2 separate regions of the Mus musculus genome follow, and region 1 is linked to region 2. The links are chromatin contacts, called in public HiChIP or PLAC-seq maps. All regions are on one chromosome and are shown on one strand. Each heading gives the region's core, a stretch centred on a gene start, on an enhancer-like site or on the middle of the called end of the contact. The rest is flanking DNA. Distances are from core to core; before and after follow the strand shown.

Evidence for each region. HiChIP or PLAC-seq counts read pairs in DNA pulled down with a chosen protein or histone mark.
Region 1: a contact with region 2 is called in an H3K4me3 HiChIP or PLAC-seq map of embryonic forebrain, with 3 times the contacts expected there. The contact joins the promoter of Fgf14 here to the promoter of Itgbl1 in region 2. A contact is called at or near these places in 3 of 39 promoter capture datasets (hippocampal neurons, pre-B cells and stem cell-derived epiblast-like cells) and 2 of 115 datasets of contacts at active chromatin or transcription factors (astrocytes and embryonic forebrain).

Annotation. Positions count from the first base shown.
Region 1 is chr14:124,675,829-124,678,577 of GRCm38.p6, forward strand. Fgf14 (fibroblast growth factor 14) reads right to left here and starts at 1,299. Exons shown (of 5, transcript NM_207667.3): 1 at 682-1,299. The coding sequence starts at 889.
Region 2 is chr14:123,658,858-123,661,557 of GRCm38.p6, forward strand. Itgbl1 (integrin, beta-like 1) reads left to right here and starts at 1,283. Exons shown (of 11, transcript NM_145467.2): 1 at 1,283-1,549; 2 at 2,434-2,651. The coding sequence starts at 1,452.

The DNA.
Region 1 (2,749 bases), core at 49-2,548, 1.0 Mb after region 2:
ACACATAGTGTGGGACCCACACGTAAGGTTTCCACGCTGGTTTTTAAAAGAAGGGACTTAAATGTCATATACTAGAGAGACTGAGCTTGTCCTCTGGGTCCTGGTTCCCCTAGGCACAAGCCCTGCTCCCGTGTTCAGTGTTCTCAGGCTGGATGTGTCAGAGGCAGACTAGGGAATGAGTTAATAGCACCCAGAACTAGACGGGGGAGGGAGGCGGGGGCTGACGGAGGATCCAGGCCGTGAGGGAGGGGGGCGCTTTTACTTTGCTAAAGGTGATGGGGTGGCGAATATTGTGCAAGCTAATCAGAAAGTCTAAAGCTATGTCCCCAGAGGAGCAGAAGTAAGGCAAGCTCTTGGCTCTTTTTCCTGGCACAGCCATAGCCATAAGCCCTTCTATATTCCACCAGACATTCACTTAGTGGGGGATAAAAAAAAGTTTCCTCCTCCCTCCTAATGATGGATTGTGTCACAGCTAAGAGCTGTTGATCACGGTTTTCGGGTCGGGAGGACGCAGATCCGGCGGTGGCTACTTGTTTATTCATGCAACACCTCTGTATGCAACACTGTCCGGGTTTCTTGCATGTTCCCCGGCCTCCTGCATAGCAAAACTGCAGACCTAGCTCCGTGAGCAACAGACGGATATTACCAGGAAAAACAGAATATGATGCATGCTTTGCTTACCAGTTGGGTTCTTGTTTTTCTTAAGACTCTTGCCACAAAGACACTGCAGCATATGCGTTCCTTTGCTGAAAATGTTCCAAAGAAACCACATTGATTTGGGCGAAAAGCAACCCAGCAGCTTAGACACCCTGAGAAAGAAGAGGCCCTTGTGGTTGCATAATAATAACTTGAAATCAGTTCTCCTGAAGAGGGGCACCGGTTTTACCATAGGAAAAACGTTAATATTCCGGATCTTCTCCCAGTTTTTTCCCCTCACGTGGTATATCTCTTTGAGACTTCTCAGCGATTGTTTTTTGTCGGCCAGGGTGAATGATTTATCCCCTCTTGATCACCACTGGATCATGACCAAAGGGTTGGAGAGAAAAAAATCCTTTTTCACATGAAGCCAAACAAAAAAAAGCAAAGAAATCCCAACCGAGACCAGAACTAACCAGGGAGAACAGTAATGCACAAAAGATCCCCAAAGAGAAAATCATAGCCTTTTACTAAATGGAACTGAAGATGGGCGGATCTGCAGAAGGCAAGCCGGATTCATCTTAGCGAGAGAAGACTGCCATTGTGTAGCCCCTAGGAGAGAAGGGGGGAAAAAAAAAGAAAAAAGAGAAAAAGAAAAAAAAAAAGAAAGAAAAAAAAGAAAGAAAAAAATGAACCACCACCACACACACTCTCACACCAATACAACCTCCAAGACGAGTCTGGCTGCCAAAGATTGAGCCTTCCTTCTCCCGCGGTCAATTTTTTCTTTCTTTCTTTCTTTCTTTTTTTTTTTTTAAACAAGCAATCGCCAGAGCTCCGTAGGATCGGACTGAACCTGCAGTTCTCAGTCACGAAGAGAAGATGTAATGTAGGTGCCCCCTCCCCTTTTCAGTCTCGTAGTAGGTAGAAAGCGCCACAAATCTCCTTCCTCCTTCCCTACACTCTTCCTTCCAGTCTCCAGCCACCGTAAGCATGAGGAAAATCTCCCCTCCAGATTCCTCGCCCAGCCTCGGCTGTGAGTTACAGGCATTAGAGGGAGGAGGAGGAGTTGAAGTTTGCATTGAAAAGACTGGCTTTCCATGACGTAGCCACGTGCTTTCAGACCCGTCACCAGTGAGGTGCCTCAACCAGCCCTGGGAGGGACTGTCACTGCAGTGTGTGCCACCCCTCTGAAGCGCTCCCCTCCACCAACCCCAGCCCTGCTCCAGCCCAACCCCAGAGACCCTCTTCCTTCTCTCCCAGCTCATAGGCCTGCTGCTGGCTCTCAGAGCTAGCCTCATCGCCTTCTGCTAAAAGCGAATTTTAAAATTACAATTAACAATTATAATGAGTAAACCTTAGAAAATATATAAAGGAGGAGTTTAATGCCATTGCACACAGACAAAACCAACTCCACTCTCCATCTTCCAAAGTAGCATGAACTCTTCTTAGATATTAAGGAAAACTCAGGTACCTTTATTTTTTAGAATGTGACTCTAACTTACCATGCTCATGGAAAAATATAAACCAGGTTGATGGCAAATACACATTTTTAGAAAGTCTGGTAAAAGGACAAGCACCAAATTCTGGATGGAAAAGCATATTAGTGGGGAGTGTCGTTTGTACAGGACAATATTTATGCCTTTTCTAGACAGTCCATTCCCTTGAAATACTTTTCTGGACAGAAAGTATTCTGATTAGCTCATGATCTAACCAGTGGCTTATTTCTGGCTGCTAATTTAATCGGCATCAAACTCACTCTTTACAGTTCTCTATTCCTATCACACAGACTACAGTATCTCCCAACAAAATGGGTACAATCTAATTCAGTATTGTATGTATACAGAAAATCTAAGGATTTGGGGCAGATCTGCTGGGGTGTTTTGTTTTTGTTTTGTTTTGTTTTGCTTTGTTTTGTTTTGTTTAAGGAGCAGACAGTATTGTGTACAAGGCAGTACAGACTAATACAAAGAACAATATGACAAACAGCAGTGTTCTTACTAAGAATATAAGAGTTGGTGCCAATTTCTATGTTTGAGCTGAGAATCTAGGACTAGAGAAACTGACCACTCTCACTCTCCTTTAAGTATGTTAAAGTTATGCATTAAACTAT
Region 2 (2,700 bases), core at 33-2,532:
GGGATGTATTGTACCTTTATCCACTTTCGGAAATGCCAGAGGAAATTCTTCCCTGCAGGAGCTTGTGTCTAACTTGAAAGCTTACAAAGCCATGTGTCCTATACATTGATTCCAGGGATCATCAACATCAGAAGACGCCTTTACATATAAAGTGTTCTTCAAGACTTTCCTCCATCTGCACACTCTCCCAGATGGCCATACGGTGTGGGTGACTCTGAGTGAACGCTGAGGTCCTACATGAGTCCCAGTGAATCATCAGTTCATATCTTTGATCTCAGGTTTTATCTTTAAAGTAGCGATAAAATAAAATTGCATCTCTTTTCTCTTCCACCCCCACATTTATCATCGAGGTTAAATCTTCCTTCTTTAGCCTTTCAGCTCAGCTCCTCCCTTCTTAGTTGTGATTGTTACCTGCATCTAATCAGGAAGTAATTTTCCATTGCAATCCCTGGTCCTCTGGAATTGGTGTTTTTGTTTTGATTGACAGTTTACCAGTCCTCTGCCTTCCTGAAAAGGAAGATGTCCCCTTTGTCCTTTGTATGCCTCTTCCATCTGGCACAGAGTCTGGTGCCTGATAGAAGTGTAATTAGCAAAACAATGTGTGATCATTCTCACAATCAGAATTAATATCAGAGGCTGGCGCTGAGTAGGTGACTAAAAAACACTGCTGATTTATTTTTTTTTTTTTTTAGTGCAAATCACACTTTAAACATATATTTTATTTTGTTTCTGCCTACTGAAATCACAGGAAAGAATAGCGTGGATTTGGAACAACTTTAATTTGGACTGTCCAAGTCAAGAAAAAAAAATGTGGCTGCGATAAGAAACTGGCCTGAATAACTGGAAGAAAAAAATACACCTTTTAGACATTTAGGGAATAAAATACCCATGGTTAAAGACAAAGCTTAATAAATACAAAGTTGTGATTGCCAGCTTTGTTCATTTGCATCTCTCAAGCCGCCAATGGGGCTTCTTTTAATACTGCTGGTGGAGGCGATTCCTTTCCGTGTTTACCATAGCCCTCCCCTTCCTTTTCACAATTCAGGAATTATTTTAACGGTGCCTTTCCAATCAGCCAGTCCAAATATCCTCTTGTTAAATATTTCGGGGGCCTGTACTTGAAGAAAGACAAGATTTTCTCAAATCTGTGAACAGGACACTTTTTTAAAATGTCAAAATAAACCATCTGCTTGTACAACTGTTTCTAATTACTTCCCTGCCTAGACTCTCCACTGGAGGAGTTTGGCACCCGCACCCCGCCCAAAGCGGATCCACTGCCCAAGTCTTCGCAGGCAACTGAGCTTCCAGGAGGAGCCCAGAACCTGTGAGCTCCGCTATCCCAAGTCCTTCTGCCTGGACATCTGCTGGTGACACTTCCTCCTGCTGCCTCGGGTGGAAGCCCCACCTAGCAGCAGTGCAGCTGGTCTGCCCTCCCTCCTGCAGAGCTCAGCATGCATCCTCCAGGCTTCAGGAACTTCTTGTTGCTGGTGTCCTCCCTTCTCTTCATTGGGCTGTCAGCTGCTCCTCAAAGCTTCTTACCATCTCTGAGGTAAGTTTGGTTTATTGTTGTTTGAGACACACCTGCCCTGCCGTGGGTAGCAGAATTCAAGCTTACAGATGACTGTCACAAGCCAAGAGCAGTTACTAAGTGGGACGTTAGATTAACAGTTTTCAACCTGTTCTGCCTTTTCTTTCCTTATATCTAACTTTAATGTTGCTTCATAATCTGTTCATTCACTTTTCCTTTGGAAAATTACTCATTGAATAAAGCGGATATCATTTCTCCCCCTGCAAATACATGTTAGGGTTTTTTTGTTTTTGTCGTTACTTTTACTTACCTCAAGTCAAAGATGTACTTATGCACACTTGTCTGATCCCATAGCCTGTAAGGCAGTCTTCTTTCCACTTTTTAATATAGCACCCGCTTGATGGCCCTGTCACACCTTGCATTGCATTTTGAAAAAGGCAACAAGTTCCATTCCAACTTTTAAAACATAGACTACTTAATGTCTGCTTCAAGTATAATTTAAAAGCATTACTTCCTACCATATGTATGATACATTAAACTTTTTCTATACATTCCTCTCTTTATTTTTACCAAGTAATCTCCCTCTAGCTATTAGATAGCAATGAGCGCTTTTTAAAGAGAAAGAACAAAAAGCCAGCCAAGGATCATACTTCAGACTAATTTGCATTTAATCAAAATGTGCATTTAAGATTCAGTGGCAATCCGCCAAGGAGCAAGAGGCCGTCGCCTCTGTCTACTGGAAGGTGCTATTTTTAGTCGTGTTTAAAACAACCTTTCAGAGGCTTGCTTGGCCCACAGAGAAATGAGGCTGCAGGCCTCTTCTCCACCGAGTGTGGGCTGGGAGTAGAAGGGGCGGGGTCTGTGTCTGACTGTGGCCTAGCTGTGGCCTTTCTTATCTCCTGCAGAAGCCTGTCGGGCGCCCCCTGCAGGCTGTCCCGGGCAGAGTCCGAACGCAGATGTCGTGCACCTGGGCAGCCCCCAGGGAGCGCTCTGTGCCATGACCGTGGCCGGTGCGAGTGTGGGGTCTGCATCTGTCACGTGACCGAACCTGGCACCTACTTCGGTCCACTGTGTGAGTGCCATGAGTGGATATGCGAGACCTACGACGGGAAAACCTGTGCAGGTAATGCAGAGGCGCTGTTTGTTCCCTAGGGAGTCACCTGCATCCAGTT